2 separate regions of the Sus scrofa genome follow, and region 2 is linked to region 1. A link is a contact called in public promoter capture Hi-C data. All regions are on one chromosome and are shown on one strand. The core of a region is the stretch at or near the end of the contact, and the rest is flanking DNA. Distances in the headings are between cores, read along the strand shown. Region 1 holds the start of DKC1 (dyskerin pseudouridine synthase 1). Region 2 holds the start of MTCP1 (protein p13 MTCP-1).

The links. Promoter capture Hi-C pulls out the DNA fragments that hold promoters and counts their contacts.
Region 2: a contact with region 1 is called in a promoter capture Hi-C map of liver, with 2.3 times the contacts expected there. The contact joins the promoter of MTCP1 here to the promoter of DKC1 in region 1. A contact is called at or near these places in 1 of 5 promoter capture datasets (liver) and 1 of 2 datasets of contacts at active chromatin or transcription factors (alveolar macrophages).

The regions. Positions count from the first base shown.
Region 1 is chrX:125,215,210-125,221,799 of Sscrofa11.1, forward strand. It overlaps DKC1 (dyskerin pseudouridine synthase 1), which reads left to right and starts at 3,719. Exons shown (of 15, transcript NM_001142668.1): 1 at 3,719-3,746; 2 at 4,390-4,460; 3 at 4,892-4,978; 4 at 6,064-6,155; 5 at 6,369-6,553. The coding sequence starts at 3,731.
Region 2 is chrX:125,374,135-125,380,724 of Sscrofa11.1, forward strand. It overlaps MTCP1 (protein p13 MTCP-1), which reads right to left and starts at 3,776. Exons shown (of 6, transcript XM_021079964.1): 1 at 3,635-3,776; 2 at 3,347-3,517; 3 at 3,216-3,267; 4 at 2,677-3,129; 5 at 1,504-1,571. The coding sequence starts at 3,739. The coding sequence ends at 3,220. CMC4 (cx9C motif-containing protein 4) reads right to left here. Exons shown (of 3, transcript XM_021079968.1): 2 at 1,504-1,571. The coding sequence starts at 1,561.

The sequences.
Region 1 (6,590 bases), core at 2,469-4,968:
AGTCAGGAAGCCCCTGTGGAGCCTTCTCCAGCTGTCCGCTGTGTTTATTCCAGTTTTGCAATCAGGGGTCCACAGTGAGAGAGCCGCCTGCTGAGTCTGACCAGGCGCCCACTGTGGCATCCTGTGGTCCCAGGGGAAAGCAGGAGGCAGGCTGAGAGCACACACTTGTGGTGTCATGTGTACCCGGCATCGCCCCCACTGGAGGGCTGAGTCTGTGCATTGACTGGGTCTGGGAATTAGATGAGGGGCCATGATTTTCCACTGGGGTGATTCACGGCAGGCCGCCATTCACCGGCCCCAGAGTTCTCATTGTCGGGGTTTTGCAGGCCATGACCTCCTACAGGTGGCCTCCTAACAGGACACTGGGATCAGTCAGCCACCAGCAAGGCTCCTTGGGGAGAAGCCCTTCGGGCTCCAGCTGCCTACGTGATAGCCGTCCTGTTTCTGTGAGATTTAGCTTCTGCTGCCCTAGGATCCCATCAGAGTCCCACCGAGTCCCTGGCACCCCCTCCCACCTCCTTTCCCAGAGTAGTTTTCCAGAATGTCCACCAGAGTAGTCTCAGTGTTTCGGCGACAGGAATGTCCTCTCAGGGGATGCGGTTAAGGGGCGAGCCAGTGGGGTGCACGTGGCAACTCATTCCGCCGCCCCCCTCGCCCAGTCTTGGGCTTGGAAACAACGAGGGACGGGAGGCGTGGGTCGCAGGAGAATTGGTAGCTGACCCAGTGATTTCCTCACAAGATCTCCAAGAAAGGCAGGGGCAGGCTCATCAGACTGGAGGGAGGAGCTGCTTCTGCTGGTGAGGGAGGGGCCCGAAGGGTTTCCGGGTTCAGAAGATTCGCGACAAATACTGAGCCTCTCCCAGGAGCTGGGTATGCAGCAGCGGACAAAGTAGACAAGAATGTCCTGGCTTCGTAAGGCTAACACGCTAGTGTAGAGACCCTCGGTGAGGTGCATTTAAGGCAGATGCGAATGCCCCAAGAGGAGGCAGTGTGCCTGCGGAATGGTCCTAAGCAGCCAAGATGGGTGTGAGTGAGCAAGGGTGTGCGTGCAAGGAAGTGGACTCAGAGGGAGCACTGGTAGCAGAAACTGACAGCTGTCATAATCAATCTGGCTTTGCCTCTTTGCTTTTTTTTGTGCTTTTTAGGGCCGCCCCCGCAGCACGTGGAAGTTTCCAGGCCAGGGGTCCCATTGGAGCTGCAGCTGCCAACTTACACCCTGGTTTGCGGCAACACCGGCTCCTTCACCCACTGAGTAAGGCCAGGGATCAAACCCGCATCCTCACAGACGCTATGTTGGGTTCGTAACCCGCTGAGCCACAATGGGAACTTCAGCTTCTCCTCTTAATCGAGACAGTTTATTAGTTTGCTTGGGCTGCCATGACAGAGTCCTGCCAACCGGATGGCTTTAAACAACAGGCATTCGTTCTCTCACAGATCTAGAGGCTGACAGCCCCAAACCACTGCGGTCTCTGCCCCCGTCTTTGCCTGGCCTTCTCCTCTTCTAAGGACACTTGCCATTGGATTTGAGACCCACCTGAGTAACCCGGGATGACCTCATCTCTAGACCCTTGCCTTCATTACTTCTGCAAAGACCCCTCTTTCATATTCACAGGTCCGAGGGGTTAGGCTACATCTTGTGGGGGCCGCCCTTCACCCTACTCCAGATGCAAAGCCACGGAAGGGCTTTGAGCAGAAGAAGGACATGACGGGACTTACGGTTTAATGGTTCTTTCCACTTGCTTGTGTTGAGGAGACAGTATAGGAGGAAAAGCAGGAGCAGCAGGGAACTGCAGGAGACCAGTGGAAAAATCTAGGAGAGCCATCGTGGTGGTATGGCTTACAGTGACAGCACTGCGGTGCTGAAAAACCCTCAGATTCTGGATCACTTGAAAGCAGGAGTGACAGGCTTTGCTGGTAGATCAGATGAGAAGTGTTGGAGAACCAGGCATGAGTACCTCAAATTTTGCCAAGTCTGTATCAGTTAAGCATTATAAAATAATGGGGGGAGTAAGGAATTGGTTGCACGGATTGGCGGATATTGAGGACTTTGGATAGCTATAAAAAGTCAAGTTAGGGAGTTCCTGCTGTGGTGCAGCAGGTTAAGGATCTGGAGTTGTCTCTCCTGTGGTGCAGGTTCGAGCCCCAGCCCTGGAACTTCCACATGCGGCAGGTGCAGCCACAGGGAAAAAAGAGTCTAGTTAGAGCATTAGTATTCTTGTCTTGGTATATACCAAAATAAATTGTAGATTGAATAAAAGTGAGAAAAACCAATCATATATATTTTTATATTTTTAAGTCAGAGTGAAATAAAATGGAAAAAAATCTAATCCTTGGATGGCAGAGGAGGAAACGGAAGAAAAGCAATAGCTGTCCTGTTTTATCAGCAGCGAGGAATTAGAAAAGATGGTACATATTCCATTTACGATCACAATAAAGAATTAGGGATCAGTCGCGTCTGCGCAGGCTCCGTTAAGGACTCCCAGTTAAGAGACACAGCAGTGAGAAGAGCAGCAGTGATATGGGAAGAGCACTTGAACCTGGGGGCACGTCTTCCTTGGCTGTCTGATTCCACAGCCGCAAGCAAGCTGTGCCTCTAGAGCACTTCGCATGGAGCCCAGTCGTGGAGTCCAAACTGAGGCTTGCCAGACGCGTAAAACACACGCGGGAAAGACTTGGTACAGAAAAGAAGCCCTATAAAATATTCCATTCATAATGTTGTCTGTTGCTCATAAGTTGACACGATAATTTTTTTTCCTTTTTTTAAGTTTTACTTTAATGATTTTTATTTTTCCATTATAGCTGGTTTACAGACATGATAATATATATATTTTTTATTTGTCAATGCCTCTTTATTATTCTTTAATCTGGAACAGATCTAGAACCTTTGTCTTTCATGCTCTACATATTTTTTAAGAATGCAGGCCTCCCTCAGTTTGGGTTTGCCTAATGTTGCATTATTCATGATGTTTCCTCATGATTAGCCTTTCTTAAACGAATACTGCAGAAGTCAAGTTTGGTCCTTCTAAAAGCACAAGATAATATTTTGGATCACTGAGTTCAAAAAAGTTTGCTATTAAAACCAATTTAACCTTTTTCCTTTTCCTTTTGTTCCAAGTGGCGGCTGGAAAATTTAAAAGTCCACAAGTGGCTCGCACTCCACTTCTATTGGCTAGTGCCGCTCTAGCTGGACGGGGTGACTTTCCAGCTCTCAGTGCCTCAACGTCTTCGTTTCTTAACCCAGGCTGATTCGGCACCAACCTTAAAGGGCCTGCGAGAGGACGCAAAGAGCGCTCAGCGGGGAGCCTAGGTGCTCCGCCGAGGTCCAGGCCCCGGAGCCGAGCGGGCGGCCACCGGGGCCACGCCCACTGGCCGCCGGGGCCACGCCCACTGGCCGCCGGGGCCACGCCCACAGGATCCCAGCCTCGGGGCCTGGCGGCGCAGGCGCTCCCAGACCCAGCCGCCGAGGGCGGGACGGGGGTGGGGGAGGCCCAAGGCGCACGCGCGCAAGAGCCGCGGCTCGGGGTTTCCGCCAATGAGATCGTGCGGCCGTCTCGCGCGCGCTTCGGGCTCCGCCCCGCCAGCCCGAGCCCGCCCACCCCGCCCCGCTGCACGACACGCACGGGGCGGCGCACAGGTGGGCGGGCCCTGGCGGCGCGGCCTGACGGCGGCGGGAGTCTGTAGTCGCTTCCTCGGGGGTGGCCCACGCGGCTCACACGCTCTGCCGGGCAACATGGCGGACGCGGAAGGTAAGTGTCGTTCTTCCCCGGGCGATCGGGTTGAATCCCCCCGGCCGGGGCCAGGTCCGTCGCTGGGAGAGCCGGTGGTGCGGGGAACAACGTCGAGGCCCGAGCTCTGCTAGCTCTAGCCGCCGGGCCTCCTGTCGACCTTGTCTCTTGGCCTTGGCTCCACGGGTGAGGGCGGGAGAGCGAGGGGCCCCTCGGTGCCTGACGCCACACGGCCCGGGTCTCCCGCCGGCGATCCAGGGCCCCTTAGGGCTCTGGGTCGCCGTCAAAAGGCGTCCGCTGCCACCAGGTCGGACGCCGCGGACCGACAAGAGGCCGGAGGGGCTCGGGCGAGCGCGTAGCCCTAAGTCGAAAGGAAGTTGTGGGAGCCACTAGCCTTCGGGGATTATCCGCGGTCACTTAGGAAAGTTAGGGGCCCGCGGGCCGCGCACCCTGGCGTGTTTAAGCCCCGCCGCAGCCACGTGGTGAGCCGGGCCGGGAGGCGACACGTGCAGTGCTGTCGTCACCCGAGCGTTCAGCCCGCGCATGTGGTCCCCCACGTCGTCTCACCTGCGGTGCATTTCCTACCTGCCCTGGTGGCCTTCTCTGACTTAAACTTGGTCGTCTTTATTTTCTGGGAAAACTCCAATCCTGGCGTGTTTTGTAGAAGTACTTATTTTACCGAAGAAGCATAAGAAGAAAAAGGAGCGGAAATCATTACCAGAAGAAGATGTGGCTGTGAGTAGGAATTTCTTTTACTTCGCTTTTACTAAAAAGAAAGGTTACTGAGACAGCAGTTACAGAAGATAATTCTTTAAAGGTTTCTGCAGAATGGGCTGGAATTGGGTGGTGGTTGGGTAGAAACTGCACAACCCCAGCCAACCTAAGCGTTTTGTCTAAAGAGGTAGCCTTTGCTAAAGGGTGTTGGCCACACCAACTGCTCTGCCTGAAATTCTCTTTCTTATCCCACCCACATACCCTGTGCCACATATCTTGGTGGCACTTTACTCACCCTTCTGAGCTGTTGAGCCGCTTTCCCTTGGAGGTCCTGGTGAGAAGGCACAGGCTACTTTGGTTTTTATTTTAAAGGCACAGACTTGTGTGGTAGGAATGGAATTGTTCAGAATCAAGTGGGAAGTCTAACAGGCTGTGTTTCTGTCCTGTGGCAGGAAATACAGCATGCTGAAGAGTTTCTCATCAAACCTGAATCCAAAGTGGCTCAGTTGGACACATCTCAGTGGCCCCTGTTGCTAAAGGTGCGTATGCTGTCAGGTCGGTGCCTCACTTCTAACCATTCTCAGTTTCGTACTTAGCTTCCCGGTACAGACTTGAACCAGTTTGTGCAGCAGGCCGTGCTTGAAAGTGTGTGTGCTCTGACACCAGACCTCTCGCATCAGGCAGTGTGTGACCCTAGGCCAGTCATTTAACCTCTGAGGCTGTTGGCAAATCGTATCTTCTCTCAGAGGTAGGCGGGCTGATGGCTACAGGACCTGACCCCTGAAGTGTGTCTAGCTGCACACTACGCCTGGTGTTCCCTGGACTTTGTGGACTCTTGGGTTGGGTGTAAATGGCGTAGTCGAGCAAGGAGTCGAATTACAGTTTTCACAAACAATGTAACGGGCAGCAGCTCTGACATCGGGAGTAAAGTTAGTAAAAGATCCCTCGACGAAGCGTTCGGATAAACCAGTATATGTGAGCGAGGCAAGAGGCTGGGATTTGCTCGTGTGAGTCCATGCAGTCGAGATTCGGCTTGGCCGGCGTGTGTCATTCGAAAGCATGCGGTTCTCTGTCGTGACCTGCGAGTGAACCAGGGGGGCGCTGTCCCTACTGTCGCGAAAGTTAAAATCTAGGGGTGGGAGGTGGCGATAGGACCAAGACGAAATGAAACGGGGTCACACGAAAGCTGGCCTTCGGTTGAAGGGAGTGCTTGCAGACGGAGCCTTGGGAAAGGGTGAAAAAAAGGTGGCCGACTTGAGAAAAGCGAGATCGGAGCACGTGGCAGAAACAGGCTGGTCGGGTTTTGCCAAAACTGTCGCCAGTCCTCCTCATTTTGGGCCTCTTTGGTGGGTCAAGGCCAGGCCATGTTTTATGCATAAGCCTGCACGCGTAGCCGAGTTGGTTCCGTAGTAGCCCAAGAAATCTTTCTGGAGGACGGGTCACGTTGGTCTCGTTCTTATTCATCACGACGGAAGTTAGTCTTTGCAGCCTGTAAAGAGGCGGGTAATGAAAACACAGGAGCAGGCTCCAAAGGAGACCCCCACGAGCAGCCATGTCTCGGTTGGGGGTTCTGACTCTTGTTTTCAACGTGTTAATGATTTGTTTATTTTGTGTTGCTTTCTAGAATTTTGACAAGCTAAATGTAAGGACGACACATTACACTCCTCTTCCTTGTGGTTCGAATCCTCTGAAGAGGGAGATCGGGGACTATATCAGGTAGGGTGTTGGGAGCAGGACTGTTGAAACGTCTCAAAACGACCCCTGCGCCTCAGTTACGGAAGGTGTGGGCGTGTCTCACGGTGGCGTTGCCCGAAGCGCCGGGTAACGGGTAACCGTTCCCGAGGCGGGCTCTTCTCTTTCCCTCTTCAGACTGCGTTCTCACTAGAGGACCAGAGCCCATGACGCCATGCTGTCTTTCCCGTGTTCCAGGACAGGCTTCATCAACCTTGACAAGCCCTCCAACCCCTCCTCACATGAGGTGGTAGCCTGGATTCGACGGATCCTTCGGGTGGAGAAGACGGGCCACAGCGGGACCCTGGATCCCAAGGTGACCGGCTGTTTAATAGTGTGCATTGAACGAGCCACCCGCTTGGTGAAGTCCCAGCAGAGCGCAGGTATGTGGAGGGGGCGAGGGGGCCACTTTGAGGCTGG
Region 2 (6,590 bases), core at 2,526-5,025, 160 kb after region 1:
TGTGGTGTAGGCTGGCAGCTGCAGCTCCCATTTGACCCCTAGCCTGGGAACTTCCATATGCCATGGGTGCGACCCTAAAAAGAAAAGAAAAATGAAAGAACCCCCCCCCACACACACAAACATTTGCAGATCCCTCCTAAGCAGAGACTCCAAGTCAAAGAGGGCTAAAGGTTCTAGGTCCGCTGCAGTTGACCTGGCCCCTCCCCAACCCCCGCAGGACTAAAATCGGGTGTGTGGGAGGTAGCCCAGAATAGGAAGGGTGGGGGTGGGGGGTGGCTGAGTCCAGGTCTGGCCCCAGACCAAAGGGGTTCACATCATCTCTGAGACCCTTCCTGGTTCTGTGACCCGGACAAGGCACAGAACTTCTGTGCTGCTGTCCTGAGTCCTCCCCCATCTGCACAGAAGCAAGGGGGGAGCCAGCTCAGCTCGATTCTCCTTTAGCCAAATGCTGCTCATGCAAATCAGGTAAGAAAGAATCAGGTAAGGATTTATTTGGGAGAAGAAAGGGCGAAAGACATTTTGCATTTTTCTTAAATTTGGAGGAAGGGAAGACATGAATGGATTATTATTCATTTATTAGTATAGGTAGGATTACTATTATACATGAACATTTTAGATTAAAAGCGTTTATGAAATACTGCTCACATCATAAAATGAAAAGTCCAAGAATGAAAGTTAAAAGTCAAAGGAAATACACAGACAGCAGTTTTCTTTGGTGGTGAGTCTTTGGGTGAACTCTGAACATTTTTCCCTCCTGCAGTTCTATATTTTCATGGGCATCCATCTCTATTACTTTAATAATGGGAAAAATTACCAAAAAAGTCAATTTTCAAATTCAGATAGCCCTGTAGCTTTTTTTCTCTTTATTCTGCTAATCGTCATTTGCTGACTTAAGAAAGTAAAATCCTCTAGCATTTGATCAAACTTATTAACTGGCTTAAAACAAAATGGACAAATCACATCAAGAATACGCATGAGCTCAAATTCACTTTTGCCTTTGAGGTTTAGTTGCTGACTGCGGCAGCCTGAATTCCAATTGCATTTTCACCCCCTGCCCCTTCTAACCTGATTGCTTTTAAAAAGTGAGTTGTCGGCCACAGTCAAGTATTACCAACCCCTTTAAAACTAGTCTTTTTAAAAAAGGACTTTGCTCAGCTTAAGTCAGCCTAATTTCCACTCTGGCTGCCATTAAAATCACTTGGTTAGCTTTTTAGACGGATTCCTCCCCCAGAGAGTCTGATTTAATTGTTCTAGGCAAGTGTTTAAAACTCTCCAGGTGATTCTAAAAGTACAACCAGGATTGCAAACCCCCAGCTTAGATCGCATCGCTTTTTATTTTCTGTGTCTTTGACTATCGGTGAGGAAAATCTTTAGTCTAAGTTAATTACAGAAATAGTATATTCCGAGAGGCGTTAATATAGTCTGCTGATAAAAAGAACAATTGATCTCTTGTAGTTAGTTCACAGAGAAGTGGAAAAATATAAAAAACATTTAACATACTACCTTGTAAACATTTCTGTATTTCACAGGCTTGTTTCTGGCACGGATCCTTCTGCGGCATATCCAGAAAACTAAAATAAGAAAGATGATTTTTATTTTGAATTTTATACAGATAGACGTTAAAGCCTTTCTAGATGGAATTTTCTTGAGACAAGCAGGATGCTCTTACAATCGCTGCAAAACGAGTGCACTAAGAAATACTCTTCCCGTTTCAAGGATGAAACAACTGTATTTTTATAATATTCCAGTTGACTTAGAAGATATAAATAGCTTTACATGGGGAAAAAAAAATCCTTTGAATTCAACTCATCTTGACTATCGTAAACTAGCGTTGGGCTAGAGGGGCCGGCGCTGCAGCCCGAGGAGACCGCCTCACTGCTGGGCTCTGTCTTTCACAGAACCGCCCGTGATAAGTGATTTAACTCCTTGAGCCTTTTTCCTTATTAGTTGTGTGTAAAACGGGGATCATACCTACCTGAAAGCATTTAGGGAAGGAGTAAAGTGATAACGAATAGAAAGCGCATGGAACCGTGCCTGGCAGGCAGGAAGGCCTCAATACGTGATAGGTATTATTCCCAAGATTTTTTTAAAAAGTAAAACCTTACTTTTTTTTTTTTTTTTTTTTGGTTTGTTTTGTTTTGACGGCACCAGAGGCATGCGGAACCTCTTGGGCCAGGGAATGAACCTGAGCCACAGCAGAGACCCAAGCCGCTGCAGTGACAATGCCAGATCTGTAACTAACCCGCTGCGCCACAAGAGAACTCCAGCAAAACCTTGCTTTTTCTGTATGTAAACCGCTATGACTATTTTAACTCAGGAAATTCTTTAGCAGGTAGTGAATCAGCAATACCTAGTGCTATTATTACTTCCTGAGAGAGGTGCTAGTTAAGCAGCTAAAACGCTTTTTGGAGTTCTAACAGAAAGCAACTTATTTAAAATATTTGTAACCAGGGAATAATTTAAGTGCCCACGATTCTGATCAGCAACTTCTAATAATTTGAAGACACAATTTCAGAAAGGAAAAAGGCCCAGGAGCCTTTGTAGCTAATTTCATTAATGCAAATGATCTGCTTTTTTTTTTTTTTTTTTTTCCTCAGAGCCCCCTAAGTTCTTGGTGGGTCCAAGTTAGGTCAGTACTGGGATGGGAAACACTGGAGCAAAATCTGGGATATTTACAGGATGGGAGAAGGAAAGGCAGGTGGATTGCTGCAGGGCAATAAGCGACAAATAGATGTTGATGCTGCTCTCTTCTCTCTAAATCAGTACCAAGTCCTTGGTGATCAGGGCATCTGTTCTGTAGCAGGTGCTGACTTTTGGGGGATTCATCAGATCCCAGTTCCAGCTGATGATGTCCATTAAAGGTTCTATGGCAATTTCCAAAGGAGTCAATTTCAAGTTACGTGTCCTAACTAAGTGCTTTTGTCGACTTGCTTTCTGCCTGCATAACCCTTTTTCTGCAGTTCCGCTTTCGGTGTTCTTCATGGCCCTTCCTAAACTTCCGTGTTCTTGAACAGTTTTTCAACCCCCTCCCTCCCCCCAGGCCCACGGGGGGGTGCACTGCAGGGACGGATGACGTGACTGCCATGTACTGAACAGAGCAGAGGGGCTTATCTTCCCAGATCCCAGCACCTGGAAAAAAACATCATCAAAATCACCGGCTGAACAGAGTGAAGAAGATGAAGGGGGTGGGGCCGGGGAGAACTAGAAATACCTACCAGATTAATCATCAGGCAAAAGCTTAAGCAACAGCTCCTGTACTCCCCTGACCTGTCAGGAAAAGACAAGTTTAGAGTACTCTGTCCTACGAGTCCCAGCACAATGAACAATTATTAAGCAACATGTGTACCATTAAGTGATGCTGGATCTGCCACAAGCGAGAGTTGTTATCCATGTAGCGCTCCTCAGGGTAGAGTTGCCACATGAGAGGTAGCTGGGAGGTAAGAAGGTGACTTGGCCTGGCGGCGTCACCTAAAGGAACCTGAACTTGCTGAACTCGGGCCCTTAGGAAACTCGTCTCCTAATGAAAGAAGTGATCAAAAATAAAACCAAAGACTTCAGGATATGGAGACTGGTTAGACACCAAGTTGCTTGAAAGCAAAATCCATAAAGAAGTAAGCAAAACGTAAGCAGTTACCTCTTCCACGACGGCCACCCACGTGCGCTGGTATTCGTCGCGGTAGATACCCTCTTGGTGAACCCAGAGGTGATCGGGTGGAGCCCCCACATCCTCTCCTGCCATGCTGGGCTTTGGATTCCAATTCTAGCCCTGCTTTTCTCCACCTAAGCCTGCAGCACCCGCGCACAGGACACAGGTGTGACTGTTTGGGTTTGAACGAACTCACCAGTGAGCAAGGTGACCTGGTCCTAGCAACCGCCACCTAGAACCAAACCTCGCAAATGTCTACTTGCACAGCCTAAACAGAACCGAGGGCACCTGAGGCTCCCTGCCAGACACTGAAGGGACCCTCGGGCAGAACCTCAGGTGATGCTGTTGACCGCGAAGCACTCAAGAACTCCGCTCGGCGAGGAGTTCTGTGGAAACGCAGGCCTAGCACTACCAGAAGCCGGGCAGCACCGGGCAACCTGGAGTTAGCAACGGAATTTGCACGGGAGTGGGCACAAGGGCACGCTTATTCGGGCGGGAAGGCAGTACCCCAGACAACACATGCAGGCCCTATTCGCCAGGGAGAAGCCCCTTCCTTCCAAGCGCTTGGCATTTGCAAAGGCAAGACTGTGAAGGTCAAGTCAGGGCCTCCCGCTGCGCGTGGCTTGTCTAAGGTGAAGTGAGAGGTGTTTTAAGGGCAAAGCACCTAGTCATCAGTTTACTCAGAAAGGTTCCTTGGGGGGGGCAGGCATTTCCAGAAGGGGGCTTTCATTTTAGGGAAAGCGCTTTCGGTAGCATCATGGAATTATTCTTCAGCTGCAAGAGACTCTGGGGATCACGATGAGTCAGAGCCAAGCGAGAGCACAGGAGAGCCTCCTCGCTGCATTTTAATAATACGCTTCCAGAAGTGGCAGGAGCCCCTGTGTCCACAGAGGCGTGGGCTTACGCTCTGGCTTCCCACGTCACAAGGCCAGCCAAGAAGCCCCTGTGCCCTCCATGGGGATAAGGGCTGCACACCTTCTGGGCAAACTCTTTCCCTAAGGCAGACTCAGCTCTAACCCCTAAGGACTCCCCCGCCCAGCCCTGATCTCACAACGACTCGACCTGGGTTTTACAGGAGCAGGTCTTTCGGGCACAGCAGTCCTTGGATTCCCCACTCGGCAGAGCACAGCTCCACGGGGATCTGCTCCACAAAACAAAGGCCTCCTACGCCCATTAGGCGCCCATTAGGTAGGAGCGGAATTGCGCCACAGCTTGGGAGCTTGTTAAACCCTCAAAGCGAGACTGTCAAGCGCAAAGGAGATGCCAGAACACAGTAGGATGCCAGAGAGAACAACCGAGCGAAACCAAGCCCTCTTTTCGAGAACAACGATCGGGGAGTCTGACTTGTTGTTTTCCTTAACACCGTTCGTTTACTGTCCCTAAAAGGCAAGTCTTTCTTTTCTAGGCTTAAGAAATAGTTGGAGCGTAGTGAATAATTTCCGAGCATCACAGCTGCTGCGCCCATTGTACCCTGAGCAGATCGGACTCTGAGCCCACCGTCAGCTCTGCTCTTACAGGGCTCTCTCATTTCCGACTCACCTAACGTGGAAGCCCTGCGCCTTATCCAGATCCTGATTTTCTCTCAGCGGCAGCACAGCCTCTCCTGATCCTGCAGACTCCAAACGTCTGAGTTACCACGGGCTCGTTCCTTGCTTCCGTGGCCCATCCCATCTGTCAGCAAGGGCAGCAAGCCCACTACCACCGAATTGGAGACAAACTTTCCCGGGACACCAGGCTCCCGTGGCCAGCTCCGTATCTTGCTCCCAAACGCCTCCCCAGGCCTGCCTATGCCGGTGCCATTAGGACAGTGAAGGTGCCCGCCTGCTCTGGAAGAACTCGCCTCTTATGACTGGGGTCGCGTTTCTGTCTAAGGTAAACTTCGCCTTTGGGGCTCTCATTCCAAACTGCTTCGTATCTGGCTCTGCTTATCTCACGTCCTGTCACCTCTCCCCCTCCAGCACAGTATTATGAGTGCCGGGGCGCCCTAAGTCTCAGATCTGAGTCGTGCGGTGCTGCTGTGAGGGGATGGCTGTGTCTGCTGGGTAGAGAGGGGAGACAAAAGCCACACGGCACGGGGAGAGATCAATTCTCTAGGTATGTTACATAGCTATAGATTATTGTCTCGAAGCCATTTTTTTTCCCATTTAGCAGATACAATTGTTCAGCCTCTTGTCCTCCCCTGAGCCTTGGAAAGGAGAGATACAAACAAAAACCCAGTAAATACTAATGTCAAAATAAGACAAATTAAAGTCTGAATTTTGAGTACAAAAGAAATAAGTGTGCCCCCCACCTTTCAAAGTAGAAACCAAGTGTTAAGGCTTTAAGGAGCATCTCAAATTCACAGACAGGTCCTACTGACAACCAGCGCAGGGGTATTTAAATATGTTTCGAATGAAAAGCAAAATCTTCCTGGTTATACTGACATGAAAAGGAAATAAGGCCAGTGGAATTCAGGGCAAACACATTGGAGCTGATGGTCTGCGTTAGTATGAATCACTACAAAGCGGCCTATGAGTCACTACAAAATATTCTCCGAAGAAAAGCCGTGTGATGTGCTGGTGTGACCCAAAGGTCAACATGCTGAGCACCAGCAGGGCGAGCCTGGGAACAAAGCCCAGCGCACAACCCTGGCCTTGCGTGCGCTGCCACTCGGAGACTGCGTGCGGGCCCAGCGAAAGGCAGCTGCAGCCATCCGGGGACGGAGAAGCTCCCCTGTGAGCGTGAATCAACACCATTCTCAGCAGAGAAAGGACCAGCTGCGTGAGAGGGATTCCGATCAAAGCCCACGAAATCACAGGTTGTATGACCAGAACACAGTTTCCCTACATGCGATTCTTAGAATATTTGCCCCTAACTTTTTCCTTGGTCAAATAAGTTTGGGATCTTGTAGAATCACAGAGCACATAAGCATAGTAAAACTCTGGCAAGTTATGCAGTAAAGAAA